Regions from separate parts of the Pan troglodytes genome. Here region 2 is linked to region 1. Evidence: chromatin contacts called from public Hi-C data. All regions are on one chromosome and are shown on one strand. Each heading gives the region's core, a stretch centred on a gene start, on an enhancer-like site or on the middle of the called end of the contact. The rest is flanking DNA. Distances are from core to core; before and after follow the strand shown.

Region 1 (6,971 bases), core at 1,880-4,379:
CTCAAGTCTATTGCCTCAGTCAGTGAACAATTGCTGCTGATTGTTTTCAACAAATGCCAAGGAAATAAAGCTGTTTGCAAAAAGTGAGCTCTGAGTAAGGTCAAATAAAGACAAGCCTTGGGAGTGGGGCTCTTTAGGTTGCTGCCAAATAGGCCAGATTTTTACAGTTCCTTGGAGATGGGCTTTGAGAAGCTTCAAATTCTTTCTATCCCCATCTTCATTGGTTCTCTTGGGCTGCCATTTTTTATGGCTGCTATACTTTCTCACCATGCTGAAATGATTCAGGCTTCAAGATTGCTTGTTTTCAAGACTACCTCAGAGCTAACGAAAAGAGTATGAAATTAGGGCAATTTAAAACTATATAAGCTCAGTGTTCTTACCAAAATCAGTCCTGGATCCTAGATAATCATCCTCCTAGGGAATTATCCATCTCGATGTCTGCTTCTCTTCTGGAAACCTGCTATGAGAACACCTCTCCCTTTGACCGGCCCCACCTTATGAGAATCTGTGACACTGAACTAGGAGGGCCATTAGGGTGGCTTCTAGCCAGCTGCCTCGAACTCATGCTGTATGTCTCAAGGAAGCTATGACACATAAGTGCTGAGAAAGTCTGGAAATTGTGGTCGGCCTATGTGCCCTATTGATGGCAGGAGACAGCTATCTTTGTAAAAGGTAGCATATGGCAAGGGACAATAACATGCAGTGATGGCACCCAGACTCTGCACCTTCCTACCAAACAGGGCTCTTTGCAATCCAAACAACAGGTCATTCTAGGATTGGATATAAGAACCCAGTGTAGCATGTATACGTAAGCTGTGCAATATAAATAGGTTGGCTAATGTATTAGTTCATTCTCACACTGCTATAAAGACACTACCCAAGACTGGGTAATTTATAAAGAAAAGAGGCTTAATTGACTCACAGTTTCACATGGCTGGGGAGGCCTCAGGAAGCTTATAATCATGACAGAAGGAGAAGCAGGCATGTCCTACATGGCAGCAGGTGAGAGAAGTGAAGTGTGAGCACAGGAAATACTGCCATTTTTAAAACCATCGGGTCTCATGAGACTCACTCACTATCACAAGAACAGCGTGGGGGAAACCGCCCCCATAATCCAATCACCACCAATCAGGTCCCTTCCTTGACACATGGGAATTACAACTCAAGATGAGATTTGGGTGGGGACACAGAGCTAAACCATATCATCTAATGTAGGGACCTTACAGGTAAATAAACTGAGGGCTAACCAACATGCATATTTCATCTCATCTATCCCAAACCTGCTTGCCGTCTTTCAGTCTGCAAAATGACCTGCCTTCTCACTCTCAAAAGATCATCTCAGCATGATGAGTTGATGATTCTCTATCAATGGCCTCCTTTCCCTCTCATCCGTTTCAAAATATTTGTATGTCTTCACTGGTATTTTTCTCCTTGTTTACCTCTCCAGAGGAAACAGAATCTTTCCACTAGACAAAGGCTCACCCCTCCATCGAGGTCCTGAATGCAATCTCTCTTATTTTTCTAACCTTCTAAGCATGTAATAATTCATCCAAACCGGAGGAAAAGGAAGCTATGATGGGAAGGCATAGGGGGCCATCATGTCTGAACTGAGACTGCACTAGTCCAACCAAACATGCTATCTCCGACATGCCTTAAATCTCTTTCTTTACACCACCTGCCAATCAATAAATATGATGAAAAGATTCCATATTAAAAATAAATGAATAAAAGAACCCTTGATCTCTCTGATTTTCCTCTTTTATTCTTATCACCTCCAAAGTTCTAGGGAAAGCAGTCTATATCTGCTTCCTTCCCACTTCAGTTTGTTGAAATCTCCACCAGGTTCTGGATATCGTTCTTGTAAAACTCATCAGTGGTTTAACTTCGGTGGAGCCTCATCCTATTTAATGTTATCTGAAATTTAACCGCTGCCTACCTCTTCTTCTTAAAGCTGTCTCTTTTCTTGAAATATGAGGAATGATTCTCTCCTGGCTCTCATCTCTCCTGCCTTTCTGCTTCTCGGATTTTGCTGATTCCTTTCTGTGGGGACGCGGTTAATATTTGTGGGACTGTCAAACTCCTCATTGCAGCCGTGGCTCCTCCAAAAGGTAGGGTTCTCCTTGGGCTTCTGATGCCTTCTCTTTCTGGGTCATTTCCACCAGCAGAGGGACCCCTTGAGGCGAGGGTGCTAATGCTTGTTCTGTGGACTATAAGGAACAGGCAGGGTTGTGTCAATACACTTGTGGGGCAAGGGAGCCTGGTGAAAACCCCATGCATATGAGATAGGGGTGTGGCTGAGCAGGAGAAGGAGGACAGACAGCAAGGAGGCGAGTCGGCCTCTCTTCCAGTCCTCAAGTCTGCCCCAGTGCTTGTCCTACTGTGACTTGCCTTGGAGGAGTGAGGCATTGGAGAGGGAAAAGCTTGCGTGATCCAGGCCTGACCCTTGGGCTGCCAGTCTTCATGATACAAACCTGTATGTTTAGGAGACAGAGAGACCAGCAGGGGTAGCAGTATGAGCTGTTTTCATGAGCCCTAGTAAGTTAGAGAGGCCTTAAAATTAAGTCTACAATAAGATGATAGGCCTTCCTACTTAGAAAAAATAAGGATGCCCATCCATGTGAATAGATAGATATTCACAAAGGCAGTGCCCATGCTAACCACAGTACTGGCCGGTGGGAGGATCTCTGTTCTCAGCCTGGTCACACATTTCTCCTAGTGGACTCCAAGTTGGGTCACACAGCCCTATTGTCACTCCCTGGCTACTGAGCACAACTGCTTACAATCCACCCTGTCCCCATCCTGGGTAGCCTGGAAAATCCCTGTAATTATAAACAGGCCCTGTCTCCAAGCCATCCCTCTCCCCAGGGCCCCACCGCAAGGTGGAGACGGTGACTCAGCTTGGCCCCTGCTGGAGCTTATCTCTGTGGGCAGTCCCAGCAGGAAATCATTGGGAGTTGAGGCAATGGGAGGGCCTTCTTAGGGGCTGCTGGGTTCTGGACAGCAGGAGAGGGAGGAGAGTTGCTCGGGAGCTCTCCAAGCTAAATCAATCCTTTCCCTTTCAGCTCAGAGATAAAAACCTGGAGTGCCATTTGAGTGCTCAGCACCCAGGAATGTCCCCACACAGCTGACAGGCATCAGCTTCCATTTAGAATGTGTGAGATTGCTGGCTGCCAGACCCACCCCTGTGGTTTAGTGAATGCCAAGAAAGTCCTGGAAATGAAGGAATTAAATAGCCATAGTCCAAGCATGTATTTCTCACACTGAGAATTACTCAGCACCCTCACATAGCAGATCCGGATATGTGGGTTACAATAATCCCTTATATTTATATAGCACTTTTTAGTTTACAAAGCACTTTCAAGTCCATTAGTGCATGTGATCCTCCAGACAGCCCTATGAAACATCAGGGAAGCTATTATTAGTCTCGCCCCACTCTGCTCCCATAATTCTTTGTACATACCTCCTCTAAAACACTTATCACTTGGTTCTGTAATGACTTGCTTACAGTGTGTTACAGTGAAAAGAACATGGGCTTTGGAATCAAACAGCCTTGAGTGTGAAAGCTGGCTCTGCCATTTACCATCTGCCTGAGCTTAGGTTAGGTACTTCCTCTCTCTAAGTCTTAGTTTTCCCATTTCTAAGAGTGTGGCTAAGAAGCTGATGATCTCCCCTGGTTGTTGTAAGAATTAGAGAATGGAATGCATATGAAAGTACCAAACACTGTCAGAATGCAGTAAGTACTCACTAAAGATTGGATCTTCTCTTCCCTAGTGACAGTGCGTGACTTAAAGCCTGGCCCCACACTTTATTTATTTTGTGTATCTCCAGAGCTTAGCACAAGATTTGGTAAATGGGCATTATTTAAAAACAAGAAAAAACAAATGCATGAATGAAAGAATCCTATTTTATAAACAAGGAAACAGAAGCCCAAAGTGGCTAAGTGCTCTATCAAGGGTGAAAGTGGAATTTCTGGTACCTTATCTGAAGTCCCCCCTGTTGCAGGTTCTCAACATCTGTTGTCAATCTTCCTATTAGTTAATTAAACTCCTGCCCCAAACACCATCCTTGACTGTTGTCGATGCTTCTGGCGTTTTCCCAATGAGCTCAACTCTTCAAGGAAATGAAAGAGGCTAATTTGCACAGAAAGGCCAGAAAACCCTAGTTGGCCAGCATCCTTTGGGTCTAAGCTATAAGCAGCGCAAATTAGCCCAGCCATTTATATGCAAAATAAGCACCAAGCCTTGAAGATTGTTTGAAAATTGCCTACCTAAGGAGTGTAAGTTAAAAGTTGATTCAAAAACTGTTTGGTTCCATCTAGGAAAGTGAATGCCAAATTGGTCTTTTCAAATTCAAATCTAAGTTAACCTTCAACTTAAAACCTACAGCGCCTCTTCATTATCACTTAGATTCAGGGGCAGAATCTCTTTCCCGGCCTGAGTCCCTAAGTGGACCAGCCTGGCTCCCACATTGCATCTTAGACACTTCATTGCCTCTGCCCGTCAGGATTTCTCCTCCAGCCTACTGGCCTTCCTTTAGATTTTATGATGTCACGTTCTTCCCCTGCATATGTTTGTTTCATCTCTCCGGAAACTCACGTTCCTCCTTCCTTTAGTTAACCCCTGTTCCTCAGATTTTGGCTCAAATATCACTCCCCCTAGACATCGTTCCCTGATTGCCTAATCTAGGCCAAGTTTATTATATGACACATAGGATTCATTTGGATCTTTTATATCACTTTTTTTTTTTTTTTTTTGTGAGATGGAGTCTCGCTCTGTCACCAGGCTGGAGTGCAGTGGCACGATCTTGGCTCCCTGCAACCTCTGACTCCCTCGTTCAAGCGATTCTCCTGCCTCAGCCTCCTGAGTAACTGGGATTACAGGCATGCGCCACCACACCCAGCTAATTTTTATATTTTTAGTAGAAACAGGGTTTCACCATTTTGGCCAGGATGGTCTCGATCTCCTGACCTCGTGATCTGCCCGCCTTGGCCTCCCAAAGTGCTGGGATTACAGGCGTGAGCCACCATGCCCGGCCTTATATCACTTTTAATACACACTCTTACAGTGATTACTGAACAATGTCTGCATCCCCCCCTACAATGGAAACACCATGAGAACACAAAGGTTATGTTGGTTTTGCTCACTTTTGTATCTTCAGTGCCTGGCATGGAGTGGCTACTCAGTATTTGTCAACAAGAAGAAGGTTGATCTGGCTGACTCAGAAGGTGGTCTCCTACTAGGTTGCCATCTGGGTAGCAGGGTAGAGGTCCAGCCGGGCCACTGATGTTTGCGAGGTTTTTTGAGCTCAGAGACCTCTCATAGAATAATAGACTCAGAGCTGAAAGAGATTTTAGATATCATCTAACCCCAAACTCTCCCTCTTCTCAAACCTCCCTGGCCATGCATTCCACTTAATAAATGGTTTTGCAGGCTTTGCTTGGGCTTATTCTATGCATGAGATCTACATGAATAGATGATAGGATTATGTCACCCAGAAGAGTCCTTTAAGAATCTTGTACACACAAGCAGAGGATAAAAACACCCAGAAGAACTGTATCCATGTTTTAGAACACTTTAAATCTTATAAGTAAGCAAAAACGTTTGTAAAAAGATATAGAAAGAAACAAGCCTAGCTTGTCTTTTGGTACTGACTTCCAGTTCCTCCATCCTGGGGGATCAACCTGCCCTTGAACCAGGGTCAGCAGTGCCAGTGTCTCCTCTAGTTGGCTTCCCACAATTTTGTTGTTCTGAGTCTATTCCAGATCTCCATTGTCTGATATACGTCATGAACTGGCCTGGTCACATGTTGATTTTGATATAGATATTCTAACCACCAAGAATTCTCAGTCAGTCTCTCATTTGCTCAAAATTCAGTACTTAAAACATAAAATCTTTTCGCTTAAATGGCGAAGAGCTTGACATGTGCCTTTCTACTACTTTTGCAGAGCTCCTTTGTTTTACTAATTTCCGTGTGTCCAGGATCTGGTGCTGGGACACTGTTGAGTTGTGCTGAATCACTGTTATTTCTGGGTTTAATTTCTGCAGTTAGGCTCAGAAATTGGGTAACTCTGTGTCTCATGGGCATGGTGAAGCAGGAGGAGCACCCCTTCCCCAAGTGTTTGTAAATGTCAACTATGACCACAGTAAGAAGTTTAGAGTCTTCACAAATACAATTATTTGCAGGCTGAGTCTAGCCTGGGAGGTACTTTTCTACTTTCCATATGCTCTTTTCTCTGTTTCCCCCCCAGTATTCTTTGCTACAAAAGTCCCTTGACAGTGTCCCTAGTTACAAATGCATGCTTGCCCCAGGCTTTGACTGAATTTGCTGTCTGTTTAATACCTGCTCCATATGGGATAGATTAACACAAAAAGCTTTAACCTTGTACAACACTCAGATGCTTTCATGTAATGGCTGTGAGGATGGGGGGTGGGACATGAACACATAAGTGGGTGCATGTACCAAGAACAGAAATCCATTGAGTTCCCCCAGACCAGACGTCTACATTCTGGAGGGCTCTCAGCAGCCAATAAATTTGACTTGAACTTTTTTATTTCATGCATTCTGCTGTTAAAGCAAACCCTTCTTTCTAAACTAAGTATAATTGCAAGATACTATTCTGAGTGCCAAAAACGTCAACTGTAAGTTGCAAACATGGACACATTTAAACAGAACCATATGTTAGATTGAAAGGAAAAATCAGAAAGGAACCAATCATTCTACCTTTTGCTGCAGAGATAAATTGCAATGAAGCAACCATGTCAGAAAAAAATTAGGGAACCATTGATCCTCATACAATAATACACTATGTATTTTCATTAGGAAAGAGAGTTATCTGTGCTCTGTGAACATTATTGGCTAGATAAAGTCTTATAAAAACTCAGTTCATTGAAGACGGATAAATGACACTAGTTTATTTAACATCTAACTAACTTAGTACATTTTGCACCCAGGTCATTCAACTGAGAAGTAGG
Region 2 (6,971 bases), core at 2,734-5,233, 540 kb after region 1:
AACACTTTGTGGAAATGCAGATCAGCCCAACCAGGAAAGCTCAAGGAACTGAAATTGGGCAGGTCCTATTGGGAGGAACAGGTGCTCCTTTCCATAAATGGTCAGGAGAGGGGGATGCACAGTCCCCCAGGCCAGGCACACAGTGCAGAGAACAGGGCCACCTGTGGAAGATGACAAGGACAGCAACAGAGCTGGGAGACTCTGCAAAGTGGGAAGACAAAGTACATGGTGAGGACAGAGACGACATAGAACAAGGATTCTGGGGATAAGTGACAGGCAGCCATACCCGATGCGCCATTGAATGCACAGGAGCACGTGGTTCCAGTTAGGTCCATCTAGAAGCAGAGGCACAGATTGTGCAAATGCATCGGGTCTCAGGGGCAGACACATGTGCTAGAAGTACAGGAACAATGCAGGGCCTGGGAAAGCAGAATATGGGAACAAATCAGTTACATTTTTGGGGGGATTCTACCTATTCCAAGGGCGGTGCAGTATTCTTTACATTATTTAAACTTGACAATGATTTATAAAATAAACATTATTATCCTTATTATCAAGGTGAAGGAAATGGAAGTAAAGATTAATTGCAGAAGTTAACTATGTATCCACACTTCCTACAACAACATCTGAGACGCAGTTGGTCTTGGGAAAATACCAATGTGCTTCTCTTATACCCTCTAGACATCCTGATTTCTGAACTCTCAATCCACTTAGGCTGTTGGGCAGAACAATACCATTGAAGAGTGCTCTCTTCACTTTATTAATCTCTGCTTGAAGATTAACATGTTTTAACCTGAACACGTATCTCTCGCTTTGACCATTATTAGTAACAAAATTAAGGAGCATACCTATATTCTGAATTTCCCCAATTCTTTCTTAGGGATACATTTTCAGTATTTTGAGTTACTTTAGATGCCAGTTTGACTTTTTTGATATTCTCTTAATTTGATAATATTTTGTCATATTTAGGCAACACTGATTCACCAGTGTACCAAGTTCATGTTTACACTCACTTCCATGTAACTAGTACACCGAAGTCACTTATTTTAGTTTCATTTCTGTTATAGCAGCACCTTCCATCCAGGGACCAATTTCTATGTTAGTTAAGATACTGGCTGAGCTACTGTCATAAAGAGATCCAAAAACACTATGGCTTAAGTAAGACAGTTTATTCTCTGTGCATGAAAAGCTCATAGCTGAGTGAGCGGTCCAGGGCTGTGGGTCAGTCGCCCTGAGATTTTCCTCATACAAGTTTTCTTCCAAAATTGCATAGATTACCTTAAGTAGGTTGATTTCTTTGCTAGTGTTGTTAATACATAGTTGTCTTTTTTTTTTTTTTTAACAAGCCAATTACTTGTATTTCAATTTTTTTTTTTTTTTTTTTTGAGACGGAGTTTTGCTCTTGTTGCCCAGGCTGGAGTGCAATGACGTGATCTCGGCTCACTGTAACTTCCACCTCCTGGGTTCAAGCGATTCTCCTGCCTCAGCCGCTTGAGTAGCTGGGATTACAGGCATGTGCCACCACTCCCAGCTAATTTTGTATTTTTAGTAGAGACAGGGTTTCTCCATGTTGGTCAGTCTGGTCTCGAACTCCAGACCTCAGGTGATCCACCCGCCTCAGCCTCCCAAAGTGCTGGGATTATAGATGTGAGCCACTGCGCCTGGCCTTCAAGATTATTTTCAATTCACCCCACAGTAAACCACAAAGAATGACAAAGCCACATCTACTGACTGCCCTGTAAGCTGTGCACTATCAGAGGGGGCTCTTGCCTGATGCAGTTGACACAGCTCATATTTATGTAGCATGTGATGGCATTTTATATGTGTATTATAAAATTACATATACACCCATTATATATACACCCATACATTTTATACACACACACAGACACCCAAAAACATACACACATCATCTGAAATGTTAAGTGATCTTACATGTTAACTTGTTACTCTAATTCCATTACCTATATTTTATGATTTCTCACAACCTTTATGGTGGGGCATGAGGGGATCCTATTTATTTTGAAATAGGTTTTGAAAGTTGAAATAGATCATAGGGTCTAATGGTATAACAAAAGTAGGAGTAAAAATAGAAAGTCTCGTCGGGTGGCCTGGTCTGGGTAAGCTTCCTGCTTGAATCAGAATTCAAAAAAGTCCTTCAATGAGGGGAAGGAAGGGCTTGGTATTTGGGATGTGGGAGGATACTAGTGTATATGTACACACACACGTGCGCACATGCAGGAGCACCGGGGAAAACAATGAAGAGGAGAAATAGAATGAGAACCTAACAGGCTTGCAGTGAGAAGCTCAGTTGGAGAGGAAATGGGGGGAGGAGTAAGAATAAGGTTATTTTTTCTTTCACGTTGGGTTGGAAGCTGTTTAAAGGTTTGCTTTCTACATTGGTGCTTTTATGGGAGAACTGGACTTTGGCACTGCTGTGAGAGCTTTGTAGCACCATAGGAAAGATAAGCGCCTGCCTCTTCCGGGAAGCATTTGAACTGCTGGAGACCGTAGAAGGACCACCTTGCAAAGGAAAGGGATTAATTAATGGCTCAAGAAGTCAGGCAGGCTTCGTTTTTTTTCTTTTTTTTTTTTTTTTTTAACCTCGAAGCAGGCTACTGTCTGGAAAGAACCTGCAACTGTAGCCCATATGGATTCCAAGCTTTGCAGAATGGATTCTGTGAATGTTAGGTATCTAATGGCTTTCCCTCAGTTTCTTCGTTTGTCAAGCGACCTTAAAAATAATTTCCCAGCCTGTTCTACAGGACATGTTTAAAAGTGTCTGGCAAGTGGTTAAAATAAATCCGTAAACTCTTCTCTGCATATTTTTCTCTGTATTTGGAGAGCTACCCATTTCATCTGTGTCTTTGTAGCAAGTATTAATAGAACAGTGGCGTGAACAGAGGAGGTGCTCAAGTCAATGCTTCCTGAGAGAAACATGAAAGGAAGCATCAGGGAACCTTTCAGGAGTTTCAGCGTTCATTTCCAGAGGCATGGGTGAGAATACTTCCTTTACTCCTCAAAGAAAGGCCTATGATAGAAAACATTTGCAGGAGAAATGCTTTGGAAGTCCCGCCTTTTTCAGAAACAACTTTTACGAGGCAATGTTACAACTTCAATTTCATTATACCCCAGAATTTGTGATTTCTGAGGACACCTACTCTTGGTTTTTAAACCTGATTTGAAATAGGTGACTCTTGCATTTAATCACAGCAAAGCTTAAGAAAAAATACATCCTATTATTTTAATAGGTGGAGACACCTATGTTAAAACATGCAAATATCTGCAAGATGAATACCTGAAGAAAGAATATGGTCTTAAACAGTTAGGAATCTTGTAAGGATACTAAAGAAAATGTACTTTTAAAAAATTACTACATGAGAAAGCCTTCTGTCTTTCTTATTTCTAGTCACATTTTTCTTCTACTGAGAGGTGACACATTGCATTGCACCAATAGTTTTGAGGTCTTAATTCCATCCAAATTTTCCCACATTTGGGAAGTAATACACAACTTTACTTATCTTTAAAATCCCATAGGTAGTTTCTATAAATCTGTGTGAGTACTATCCTCTTTGTAAAAACACATTTAAGACGAAGGGAACTCTGTGTATGTATTATTCATTAATTTAATCTCTTCTTTGGGTTACAAGTAAGAGGATCACCTAATTACCCTCATGTGCCGGGTGTACAGTGAGCAGTGCCTCCCACAATGCAGTCACAGAAGTTAGAAAACATGTTTCTCCTCTGGGATTGTTTCTACAACTTGGGCTCCCTACAGAAGGGCAGGATGACCTTTGGGGTTCTTGCTTGGAAATGTTAGATAAGGCTCCTAAAACCAATTTTCTGAATGAACTCCAATCCCATGGAATCTAAATCCATGCCATGGTTTGGTGGCACCCCGGCCCCCTGGGAGAGAGGAGCTTTGTCCCAAGGAAGACAAAGCCTGGCGCATTCTCTCAGGGAAGACTCAAGGCAAAGAGTTCAACAGCTCCTGTTGTTTCTCCTGGGTCTGGACAAGGGGCATTCTGTACCTGTGGCTGACAGGCAGGAAAGGGATCATCTTTCCAGCACAGCACTAGGGCTGTGGGAAGACGTGTAAAGTGCACTTAAAAAAATAATCATTAGAGGCCTGTAATAGGTGTCCCCTTTTGGAACTTCGATGCTGTGATGGCCGTTTAAGGGGAGAAAAGTGTGGGCTTTAGAGCTTCTTCGCTGCTTCTCACAAACACAGGTTCACTCACAACAGCCGGAAAGGGGTCTTTTGTAAATAAGATGTTTTACTTTTGTTGTTGGAACTGCAATGTCTTTGCTTTGCGACATGTGCTCTTTCCTTACTAAACTCCATGCAGGAATGCTGGAGATTCAGTGGATGGGCTTTTCCTGTCTCTCTCTCTCTTTCTCTCTCTGGTTTGTTTTTGTATTTCAATTTTTAACTTGATCTGAATAGCTATTCCACAACGGTATGCGGTAAACATCATTTGAAGTTTTATTAACTACTACATACATTGTTTTTTGTAAAGTAGTCTCTTATGCTTTTTAACCATAAGTTAAATAATTTGTTGTTTGGCCCATATGTGTTAATAAGGTGTACTACTGTCAGAGACAGGCAGAAGCTCCGGACTCCAGCCTCAAACCCTCTCCCTGACACTCTCCCTTCTCATGGAGTTTGGAAAATTATTTGCAGAGCCTTCAAAGGCATTCATAATGCTCAGTATGTAAGATACTTACAGATGTTAGAAATAGAATGACATATAATCAGGAGAGTTCCTGCTTCACATCTTCTCTGTCTTAATGCTTTCATTTGTGATTGCCAAAGTGTTCACAACTTTTAGCAAAAGAAGTATTGACACAATCTGCATATCAATGGAGTTTTTCTTAATATGAGCAATAAAGTTATTAAAATGCTAGTTAAAATGCATGATCTCCAGTTCAATTTCGCAGACACGTTTTTAGCCTCTCAAGGGTGTGAGATTAAGCTCCGGGGCATTTGAGGGCTTCAGCAAGGAGTACATGGCTGGTTTCAACTCTGCCCTCACTGCTATAAACAACTTTAAAAATTCTGGTTCAGACTCAGTTAACGAGCGGGAGTCAAGTAAGAAAAGAGTAACTTACCTCCATTATCTCTCTTTGAATGGTTTTTCCTTACAGTGCAATCAAATCCACATGGGATGACAGTTTTCTGTCACAGAGGGCATTTATAAAAATATGACCGACACATAAAAGAAAATCTTAAAAGTGATTAAACAACTGGCAATTAGTACTAAAAGAATAGCATTTTAGGCATGCATACAATTCTTCACAGGAGTACTTGGATTACTTCAGCTTATAATTAAAGGAAGGTTCATTTGCAAAAAAACTTGGAAGTATATCATGTTCTTCTTTATTTATTTAACCAGCAAGTATTTTTTAAGCACTTGTATTAATACATGGTTACTTTTTCTCTTTTGTGATTCTTTACCTCCCCCCACTGAACTATAGGCTATAATAATCACTGAGCATTGAAGCACTTGAAGGAAATGTCAGCTTCATTGGGTTAAATACTCTGATTTCATTAAGAGGAAACTGAGGCTCTGAGAAATAAGTGGCTTTTGAGGTTTACAATGTAAATCATTGGCAAAACCGGTGTTTTTTTCATTATGTTTCTTTTTATTAATCACTACGTTGTCTTAATCCATACTATTTCTATTGTATACCCTTTTCCCTTGGGATTTTGGTCAACAGAAAGCTTTTGAGTTGATAGATGGGAACCCTTAGATTCTAGAATTATAAACCAGCAAGATGGTGGACGGTTAGATTTTAGAAAGGGAGTTTGTTGTTGTTGTTTTTGTTTGTTTTTCATTTTTAAGAGACTCCTTGCCACTGTAATAACATGCACATTTCAACTAGTGTTCAGGAGACAACACTCTAATTTCGTATTCAGCCCTAAGAAATGGGAATAGTGAGATTTCTAACATGGTGATAGAAGCTCTGTGTGTGTGTGTGTGTGTTTGTGTGTGAGTGTGTATGTGTGCAGGTGTGTAGGCATGTGTGTGGTGTGTCTGTGCCTCCACGAAGGTGTGTGCACATGTGTATATGGCACTGCGGCTGCCCTTTCTAGAAGAAAGTCGAGGCAACAACTTTCTCCCAGTGATCATCAACTCGTGTCTGGTGCAGCATAGAAAGTCCACATCCAGCAGAAGGCTGGGCGAGCCCTTTCTACCCTGGGCTGGGATGGACTGGCTGGAGACATGGCCCTGTGTGTCTCTGTGATATGTATAAACTTTTGAGGGAGGCCACATGCACAGTGAATTTGATCTACATCGTTCTCAAAATATTTTTCTTTCTTTTTAAATTTATTTTTAATTACAAAAAAATAGAGATGGAGTCTCATTATGTTGATTAGGCTGGTTTTGAACTCCTGGCCTCCAGTGATCCTCCTTCCCTGGACTCCCAAAGTGCTGGGATTATAGGCATGAGCCACCTCGCTCAGGTGTTTACAAATATTTGAAGGACTATGATTTAGAAAGCTAACCTTGCATAGCCTACAGCTCTGGGCACGAGGTATATAGAGGCAAATTTTGGTTTACCACAAGGAAAAGTTTCCCAAAATTTAGAATTTTATATAAAAAAGTGAACTTCTTTGTGAATTCATGAATTGGCCATCATTAAGGTTTTAAGAGGCAAAGAAAGCCTTAGCATTGGAGATGTTTTAGAATAGCACTCTGCCTTGGGTGGGGGCTCTGCCTGATGACCTTGCTACAGCCGATTCCTGGGTCCCTGTCCCAACACAGCAAAGCAGGCCCCATGCCCAGCCCACACAGCATGCACCTGCTGGGTCAAGGAGAAGGAGAAAGGCCTCTGCAGCCTGCTTACCATCAAAGTTGGCTATCCAGCAAGCAGAGAGGTCCCGCTCATCAACATTCCTCCCAGCTCCACGGTGACAAGCTCAGTGGCAGTGGATCAAAAGGGGCCTGCCTGGCACACGCAGATGG

The links. A called contact is a pair of places that touch in the nucleus more often than the background predicts.
Region 2: a contact with region 1 is called in a Hi-C map of stem cell-derived neural progenitor cells, with 2.3 times the contacts expected there. The contact joins two enhancer-like sites. A contact is called at or near these places in 2 of 7 Hi-C or Micro-C datasets (induced pluripotent stem cells and stem cell-derived neural progenitor cells).

Annotation. Positions count from the first base shown.
Region 1 is chr12:116,953,317-116,960,287 of NHGRI_mPanTro3-v2.0_pri, forward strand. No RefSeq gene overlaps it. Among named protein-coding and RNA genes, the nearest start is that of SOX11, 220 kb to the right of the region's middle. Within about 2 kb of position 3,130, at least 8 of the 24 cell types and tissues checked have an H3K27ac peak or open chromatin away from gene starts, as enhancers often do. A contact at or near this core is called in stem cell-derived neural progenitor cells, where this site is marked.
Region 2 is chr12:117,497,433-117,504,403 of NHGRI_mPanTro3-v2.0_pri, forward strand. No RefSeq gene overlaps it. Among named protein-coding and RNA genes, the nearest start is that of SOX11, 320 kb to the left of the region's middle. Within about 2 kb of position 3,984, at least 7 of the 24 cell types and tissues checked have an H3K27ac peak or open chromatin away from gene starts, as enhancers often do. A contact at or near this core is called in stem cell-derived neural progenitor cells, where this site is marked.